Linked DNA regions of Gasterosteus aculeatus: region 1 is linked to region 2. Evidence: chromatin contacts called from public Hi-C data. All regions are on one chromosome and are shown on one strand. The core of a region is the stretch at or near the end of the contact, and the rest is flanking DNA. Distances in the headings are between cores, read along the strand shown. Region 1 overlaps ncor1 (nuclear receptor corepressor 1). Region 2 holds the start of LOC120821518 (polyubiquitin-C).

Region 1 (4,260 bases), core at 1,275-3,774, 37 kb after region 2:
TTGGAAGATTTAACATCCCCAGTTTGTTGGAGTGATGATGCTTGTGACTTGTAAGGCGATAGCACTGTGTCATGTTGTTGTGCACGTGGCCAACAACATGACCACTCGCTAACTTGTCCATAAGTCTGTGCAAAGTCATGAAGGAAAAGAACGGATTAGCCGACGGGCCTGTTACTGCTGAGTCAAAGGGTAATGGATCTTTTCTCTACCAACAGTCTCTGAAGCCATGTATTTTTTCCCCATCCAAAACCACAGGGACATTGGCAAGGACAAAGACAAGTGTGACGGTGGGGAGGACGAGGACGGAAAGGAGCAGAACACACCGCGTGGCAGGAAGACTGCCAACAGCCAGGGCCGACGCAAGGGAAGGATCACCACACGCTCCATGGCCAATGAGGCCGCAACTGTGGCGGCCGAGGAGGGTCCTCCCGCCGCCCCCGAGACCGCCCTGCCAGATCCTCCGCAGCTCCCAAAGTCTGATCCAATGCAAAAGTCCATGAAGGAGCCTGTCAAACCCCAGACTCCAGTATCTTCCATGGATATGAATAAAGGTGAGTCCTTTTAGTGTTTTCATACAACACAGCTACACGCAGTGCGAGACATTAGAACCCGCCCAATGCGGGTAGAATTCGGGCCGTGGCAGGTAAAGCAGTCTCACTCACTAGCCGGGTGTAATTCTATGTGTCTCTATATATTTTTTAATATTGTAGTGTAACGGCGGTTATTAATGTGTCTTGAGCGCATCATCCACGAACCCAGAACCCTCGGTCACATGGTCTTGTGCACCGACTACAGACCGCGGCGACGTGCGTGCGCACTTCCTTAGTTTAGCTCAGCTGTCTGAGTTTTGCTGTTTGTCAGGCTAAAACAGCGGCCCTTCAGAGACATGTGGGAGGAGATGAAGATCTGTTTCACAGCTCAGGGCTGTTAGGCAGGCGGTCGGCCAGCAGAGATTTGTGGACCTGCATGCTCTTCTTTCTAAAATAATTACCTCATTGCAGGGGTTTCAATCCTCATGCATTGACCGTGAGACACATGCATTTCAACCAGTTCACACGCAACATCTTGAGAGCACTGTGTTAAACAGTTTGGGCCACAGTGCGCTCGTAACTAAGTAACATAGACGAGCAAACACATGTGACAAGTGGAGGTTTTTGATAGAACGAGACCTGCTCCGTGCAAGTGAAGGATGTGCCGGCACAGAGCAGGTGTAGGAAAACCCGGAGGGCCGACAGAAAAGAGGAAAACTGGTGATGAAACCGAAAATGAAGAGAAGACCAAGAAAACGTGCAGTCGAGAGCGGCTGGTTTATGATCCAGGCAAGAAGAGAATATATTGCCCTGATTGTAGGACATACGGGACTCAAAAGGTGTGTAAATAAGGTCCCTGTCCTCCATGAAGGCAGCAGAGCTTTTCACCCCTGCACCAGTTATATGCAATGAGCTCTTTTTGTAAAGCGCTTTACACACTGAAGGTGAAGGTGAAGATTTGGTGACTACATATATACGTTTTATATAGTCTGGATTTGGGTGTTTACAATGGTCATTTACATTTGAAAGGATTGTAAATTTAGTTTAAGTAAACTGTAGCAAACCGTAGTCAACTTTAATCAAACTAAACTCAATTTCCCAACAAGAGAAATTGTGGCTACTTAAATGGCTGAGTGGCTAGTAACTGACTGGAAAACCACTAGCCGCAGTGGCAGGTGAGCAAAAACGTCAAGCCCCAGCTACACGCTTAGTGACGCAGAAGTAAGGGAAAGGAAGCAAGGAAGCATGAATACATATAAATATAATGCTTTCACTATTTATTTTGGATAGGCACATAACACATTTTCTGGTGGCACTACTCGAGTCACTACACTTTTTAGGCTAACTGCAAATTCACATGATTTGACAACCCTGCACAAATAAGGCAAAAACACTAGTTTTGATGCTGCTGCCCCCTTGTTGTTTAGGGCCTGTAGATGAAATTATAAATAGTTTTCTCTCTCTCTGTTTTTCTACCAATTTTATTATTGGTGTGGTCTTTGTGCATGCAGCTACGGGCTACATGCATAGTTGCAGTAATATGCAAGAAAGCCATGTAGCCCTTAGCTGCATAGCTTTGTGAGCTATTTGCACAGTAATTTTAACAATGCAAGTTAATGATAATATAAACACAATATAGAAACATTCAGTGTTGTATTTTAATTATAATTGGACTTTATGATATTAACATTGGTCATCCATTGGGAGCCAATGGCAATTCACATTAACATTTACTTTTAAGTAAACACACTGTCCATTTGCTGGTATCTCATTTCTTCTTAAAGGTCAAAGGAGGCAAATAGATACTTTGTTTCCCTAGTGAATAATCAGGTTGCCTGGTCTAGGGCACCGTGTTTATACAGTAGGATTTTTGTCTTGTTTAAAAACCTGTGTCTGTGTTCATCTGCTGACTTTCTGATTCTGTCCTGGGCTGCACTCCGCTCAGGAAGCCGTATATCACCCGTATCACCATGGCAATGTGCTGCTCTGGTTAAGCTGTTGTCATGGTTTTCGGTCCTGGACGATTACTCGCCCACCCTTCTGTTGTCAGCAGCTGAGACAATGCTACCTCAGATTTTCAGGTGTCCAAGTCTTTGTGTGTTAAACCTGTTGTGGCGTGAACCTGTATTAAGTTTGGTAAGTGCGCTCTGGTTTTCCACCACCTGCTCCCTCTGCTGTCTGATGAGCTCTACCTCTCCCAACAGGCTGAGTTATGCTGGGTCTATCTTATAATGTGATTAAATGTCTGTCTGCAGCGTGTCCTTCCATCCTCTTAACCCTCTGACCTGGTCTGGCCCTGTTCTGGCCGTATCATGAACTCTATGTCAACCGTAATCTCCTTTAGTGACTTTATTGTGGATTTTGTGTGTCTGTTTGCTTGCTATGTTGTAACCCCTGCAGCTGTGGTGCTTCTCAGAAGTAAGTGTATCTATCTGCCAGTGTTGTCCAGTTGAAATTATGCCAGTAAAGCTGGCATAAGCTGCTGATCTGTGGGGGTTGAGATCTTGTTTAATGCCGTGGTGGCTGGCGTGTGTGTGCCACCTGATGGGGAGACGGAACTGTCAAGAGCGGAACATGTGACTTTTTGCACTTCTGTGAATTTTGTGTATGTGAGGGGGGGTCCAACTGTGAGAAAGCGTGTGTGCGGGTGTTGTGCTGGCTGTTCCATTCGTCTCCAGCCAAGGCCATTTCCCAATGAGGGGGGGCACTCTCTGTCTGGAGCCACATCAGCTGACCAAGGCCCTCCCCCTGTGGGAGAGCGAGGCAGAGAGGCAAAGGGAGAACTGTCACTCTACTCTCTCTGTCCGCCTCTTTCTTTCTGTCAGTGCTGACGGGGCCGTGTCTTTTTTCTTTGCAACTTAGCTGGTGAAACTGGAGAAACTTCTCGCTGGACCGAGGAGGAGATGGAAGTCGCCAAGAAAGGTAGTGTTTCAATGTATTCCTTTTTTGTTTCTTTGTCAATCAGTCCTTCTCTCTCTGCATTGCTGTGGCTTTTTCTTTTCATGATATTTCCTGTAGCGCCCCCTTCACGTATCTTTCTCCATTCCTTCTGATTATCAGATGTTGCATCGCCCTGCCAAATAGGAGCTTGTGCTGCTACTTTGCTTGAAGCTGTCAGAGACCCTTGGAGGGCTGTGGGGATTCTTTTCCTTTTCATTGTACTTTTTGCGCTGGCGTCTCAGAAGTGATCTATTAAGGCCATCCATCAAGCAATAGACCGTGGCAGTTGTGCCTTCCTCCAAAGATCACTATCTACTACTTACATTTTTCTTTACAATTTTAAGTTACTTTATCCTTAAATTGTTCAAAATGTTTGTTCAATACCAATGCCTGGTCTCTCACTGCACCGCTGCCACTCAAGTATGCCCCATCGCCCCCTTTTTGCTCAGCTTTGTTGATGTAGGGTTCCCTGAGCAACAAAACCAAAAGGCCGGGGAAGTAAATAAAGGGATTAATGTTGATTAATTAAGACCTTCTTTGAGATTGGCCTCCATCTTAACAAAAACACACCCTGCTGTGATTCAGGCCTTTATGCCAGATATGTCTGTGGATTAGTACTTTAAAAGAGACCAGCACAAGCTCCTGAAGTCAGATGACAAAGCACACTCAGAAATTTTTATTCCTTGCTGCCAGGAATGGATGGTCATACAAGCACATAAAACAGTTTCCCTCTAAGACGTTAGTTAGACGTTAAAACTATTGATACTATCTGCAAAATCCTGTATACAAC
Region 2 (4,647 bases), core at 549-3,048:
TGCATGCCTCCCCTCAGACGCAGCACAAGATGGAGGGTGGATTCCTTCTGGATGTTGTAGTCGGAGAGGGTGCGGCCATCTTCCAGCTGCTTGCCGGCAAAGATCAGCCTCTGCTGATCTGGGGGGATGCCTTCCTTATCCTGGATCTTGGCCTTCACGTTCTCGATGGTGTCGCTGGGCTCGACCTCCAGCGTGATGGTCTTGCCAGTGAGGGTCTTCACGAAGATCTGCATGCCTCCCCTCAGACGCAGCACAAGATGGAGGGTGGATTCCTTCTGGATGTTGTAGTCGGAGAGGGTGCGGCCATCTTCCAGCTGCTTGCCGGCAAAGATCAGCCTCTGCTGATCTGGGGGGATGCCTTCCTTATCCTGGATCTTGGCCTTCACGTTCTCGATGGTGTCGCTGGGCTCGACCTCCAGCGTGATGGTCTTGCCAGTGAGGGTCTTCACGAAGATCTGCATGCCTCCCCTCAGACGCAGCACAAGATGGAGGGTGGATTCCTTCTGGATGTTGTAGTCGGAGAGGGTGCGGCCATCTTCCAGCTGCTTGCCGGCAAAGATCAGCCTCTGCTGATCTGGGGGGATGCCTTCCTTATCCTGGATCTTGGCCTTCACGTTCTCGATGGTGTCGCTGGGCTCGACCTCCAGCGTGATGGTCTTGCCAGTGAGGGTCTTCACAAAGATCTGCATGCCTCCCCTCAGGCGCAGCACAAGATGGAGGGTGGACTCCTTCTGGATGTTGTAGTCGGAGAGGGTGCGGCCATCTTCCAGCTGCTTGCCGGCAAAGATCAGCCTCTGCTGATCTGGGGGGATGCCTTCCTTATCCTGGATCTTGGCCTTCACGTTCTCGATGGTGTCGCTGGGCTCGACCTCCAGCGTGATGGTCTTGCCAGTGAGGGTCTTCACAAAGATCTGCATGCCTCCCCTCAGACGCAGCACAAGATGGAGGGTGGATTCCTTCTGGATGTTGTAGTCGGAGAGGGTGCGGCCATCTTCCAGCTGCTTGCCGGCAAAGATCAGCCTCTGCTGATCTGGGGGGATGCCTTCCTTATCCTGGATCTTGGCCTTCACGTTCTCGATGGTGTCGCTGGGCTCGACCTCCAGCGTGATGGTCTTGCCAGTGAGGGTTTTCACAAAGATCTGCATATTTTCTACCTTTGGAAAAAAAAAAGTCAGGATTTGGCAAAAAACAAACCGTCAAACGTATAAAATGAATTAATATAAATTATAAGACTCTTCGATGAAACTACCATGCGAACATACGGTATAAAGAAAAAATGACTACGCGACGCTCTGAATCATACGCCGCAGTCGCGGTCCCAGCGCCATTTTGAGATCATACGGACCTCCCCTTTGTTCAGCTAACGTTACCAGTTAATGGAGGCTCCTGGATATGTTGAGTCATTGCTGTACCGAACGCTCCTTTATCACGAAATCGACGAACTACGTACGTCGAAACCGGTAAACAATGATTAAAAAAGTATTGTAGCGTAAATGTTACGTAAACTTGAGGTCGGACTTATCTATTGTCAACGTCTCTTCAATGATCTTTTACGAAGCTGTAGCTAGAGGTTACATTAGTAAAGCACTGGTAACCAAACAACGGCAATATATATTGAACAAACCGGTATACTGTAAAAATAAAACTAATAAGGGTACTTACTTAATAGTAACGCAGTTAGATTTGTTGTTCAATGCTAGCGTCTGATCTCGTACTGCAGTGTAGGAGAAATGTTGAGCAATGGACTGCGGCAGTGTACTTATACACCGGGTCTGCATACGTCATGTGTTGATATCCGTCCGCATTTGAAAGTAGTTCCTACTGTTCCAAAACATTTTATTTTATGGTGACAGCATATTGGTTTCAAACAATCGATTACGATTACTCATAAAAGTAAATACTTAGCAAAAAATAGTGTGAGCGAAAACGATATTGTGACATATCTTGGTGGCGGAGTAATATATCGCAAGCGTACATTCAGGTTTTAGAATTTGCTAGAACGACCATAGCAACAGAAACTATCCCCGAGCCTCTGATTGGTTTGCAGTCTTGTTTGTTTGAACAACGATTGGTTGCTGTGATACAGTAAGTAAGGGTTGATGACTAAAGTGACATTTATGACTGTGGCGTTATAGAACAGATAATTCGGGAATTTTTTTCAAGACCTAAGCGTAAATAGATGCGGAAGGGGGTAATGGTACCGTAGCCATACACATACTTTGGCTTTTCCCATCGTCCCTCTTTCTGAAAAACATTATATCACACGTATCGCGGTTTATTAGGAACTCATCTCACTGCATTCATGTGACACGACAGAGGGACGTGTGCAAACAGGAATCCTGTTGATGGAAACATGCGTGGTGAACGTGCTGCCAGCTGCTGTTAAGTCTCTGCGATAAAGAGATAACAACCTTGAGTTCCGTGGTACAAAAGTCCTCTTAGTAAAGGAGACATTCTGGATTACTGGCGCTTTATTTTTTCGACAACCACAAGTGTTCTCTCAGTACGAGGCAATTAGGCAATTAGGTGTGACTACGTGTCCACATTCATCCGTCTGAAAACATGTTGATGGCAGCAGTTGAGTGACAGTAGTGGAGGCGGGTGTGACCATTTCCTGCTTATCAGAATGTACATACTGTACAGAAAGAATGACGTCACCAGTCCTTTGAGAGAACTGCATGACAGGTGTAAAGAAAGCATCCACAAGCCCATTGTGTAAATGTGGTCTAAGGTTTCTCTCTACATCATGTTTTTAGCCTTATGGGGACATTGTTGTTTTTGTGCCTCAAGCTGAGTAACTAGTTCATAGGGATGTAATGGAAGTTTTCACACCCCTTTCAACCCTTTTTTAGTCTTTGGTTATTTTTGTCGTTAAGTATTCATTCACACGGTATAATGGCAAGAGATTAAGTGTATTGTAAAACTAACTGGCAAGGGCTTGATCTCTTACTCATAAGCATTGCGTTTGAATGCCAGGTATGGGGTCGACGCCCAGATATGTGATATGTTTTTGGTGTCAGGAAGTTCCTTGTTAAACATACTTGGCAGCAAAGATAAGTTGGTTAAAGCAACCAACAGAGGACCCGTGCATAAATGCTCATATTCTAACCAGTGCTTTCAGCTTCTATTACAAAAGAAAGGGAACAAAACTCATATGGGGGTTTGTAGTCTAATGGGATCATGGATATGATGCAGCTGGGAGAGTCCTAACGTATGTATTTGGGTCACAGCATTCTTTTGCCCCAACCCGACAGCAACCTTGTCATATGACACCCAACCCGTGATGCCCTACGCAACTACTTTCCAACACAAAACTGGGCGTCTGGGTCAACTAGTTCCACCTCTGGGGAATGTGTTTGTGCAAGTGTTCTGTACTTTGCTCCGACCCGTGACTTTGAGTTTTTATGGAATGCCCCAGAGTGTTCTAGTTAAAGCAATCTTTAAAGCAGGGCATAATCCTAGCTGATTACTGTGGACGCCGACTCTAGTATCGCATGAAATAAGTGTCAAGTGGCTCGGGGCTAACAAATTTAATTCAATTTAAAAGGTGGGAACCTTTTAAATTAAATTAACTTTTTTTGAAATGTAAATGAGGCCCTTATCAGTGGTCAACTGGTTTATCAGCAGGGTCATTGGAGCCGTTTTGGGCATCGGGACATTCAGTTCCACGTCAACAGGTTTCACAAGAAACGCGTCACCAGTTTCATAACAACAGACGCCTGATCCTTGTTCACAACGGCTGAAGTAAGTTCTAAAATCCCAGAATACTCAAATCAGTACCTATTCATTCCTTGTGATGGTTTGTTGTTTTCTTTGTACCCACAGGATGGATCTTGTGAAGCACACGGGCGGCTGCCACTGTGGGGCTGTTAGATTTGAAGTCACGAGTTCACCGGACCTCCATGTTTTCCAGTGCAAGTACGGATATTACATTTAAGGACATTAAGTCACCAATACGCGTGTAGCGACAAAAACAAGACACGTATCATTATAAATAGGATTAATTGGTAGTACAGACTTGTATCATGTATCTTTCTCCAGCTGCAGCATTTGCACGAAGAAACAAAACAACCATTTCATCGTTCCAAAGAATCTCTTCACACTCTTACAGGTGGTAAACTCAAGCGCAAACCTTCGATCCAAGTGAATATTTAAGTGAATAATTAGTATTTTCCTTATCTTCAAAGGGGTCTGACAATCTGACCACATACACATTTAACACTCGCATTGCCAAGCACACCTTCTGTAAAACCTGTGGAGTTCAAAGCTTCTACACTCCACGCTCCAACCCCGATGGTTACGGTATGATCGCAAACACAGTCACACCGTTCTCATGTGTTGTACACTGGGCGTGTTTACTCCAAACTAACCGCCCCATTCTACTAGATTTGTGGCACTGTTATTTTCATCATGAAAATGTTGTAAGAGACACCACAGTTCTGTGATGGGAACCCAATATTTTTGAGCCATAAGCTGTGAGTGAAATGTACTGGAGGCAAAGTTTTTTCTCTCTCATGTAAATAATGGAGCTTTGTTTCCTGCTTTTTCTTCTCAGGGGTTGCGCCGCACTGTCTGGATCCCGGTACTGTGCGCAGCGTCACAGTGGAGAACTTTTGTGGTGAGAAATGGGAGGAAAGCATGGCGGCC

Evidence for each region. A called contact is a pair of places that touch in the nucleus more often than the background predicts.
Region 1: a contact with region 2 is called in a Hi-C map of skeletal muscle, with 4 times the contacts expected there. The contact joins the enhancer-like site here to the promoter of LOC120821518 in region 2. A contact is called at or near these places in 6 of 6 Hi-C or Micro-C datasets (blood and trunk muscle, liver, skeletal muscle and 2 more).

What each region holds. Positions count from the first base shown.
Region 1 is chr7:18,526,582-18,530,841 of fGasAcu3.hap1.1, forward strand. It overlaps ncor1 (nuclear receptor corepressor 1), which reads left to right. Exons shown (of 46, transcript XM_040180106.2): 16 at 256-551; 17 at 3,393-3,452. Among protein-coding and RNA genes, the nearest start is that of pigl, 24 kb to the left of the region's middle. Within about 2 kb of position 2,525, at least 6 of the 9 cell types and tissues checked have open chromatin away from gene starts, as enhancers often do. A contact at or near this core is called in liver, where this site is marked.
Region 2 is chr7:18,489,959-18,494,605 of fGasAcu3.hap1.1, forward strand. LOC120821518 (polyubiquitin-C) reads right to left here and starts at 1,799. Exons shown (of 3, transcript XM_040180134.2): 1 at 1,663-1,799; 2 at 1-1,154. The coding sequence starts at 1,145. It overlaps cenpv (centromere protein V), which reads left to right and starts at 1,246. Exons shown (of 5, transcript XM_040180129.2): 1 at 1,246-1,460; 2 at 3,826-3,918; 3 at 4,042-4,111; 4 at 4,188-4,302; 5 at 4,556-4,647. The coding sequence starts at 1,393.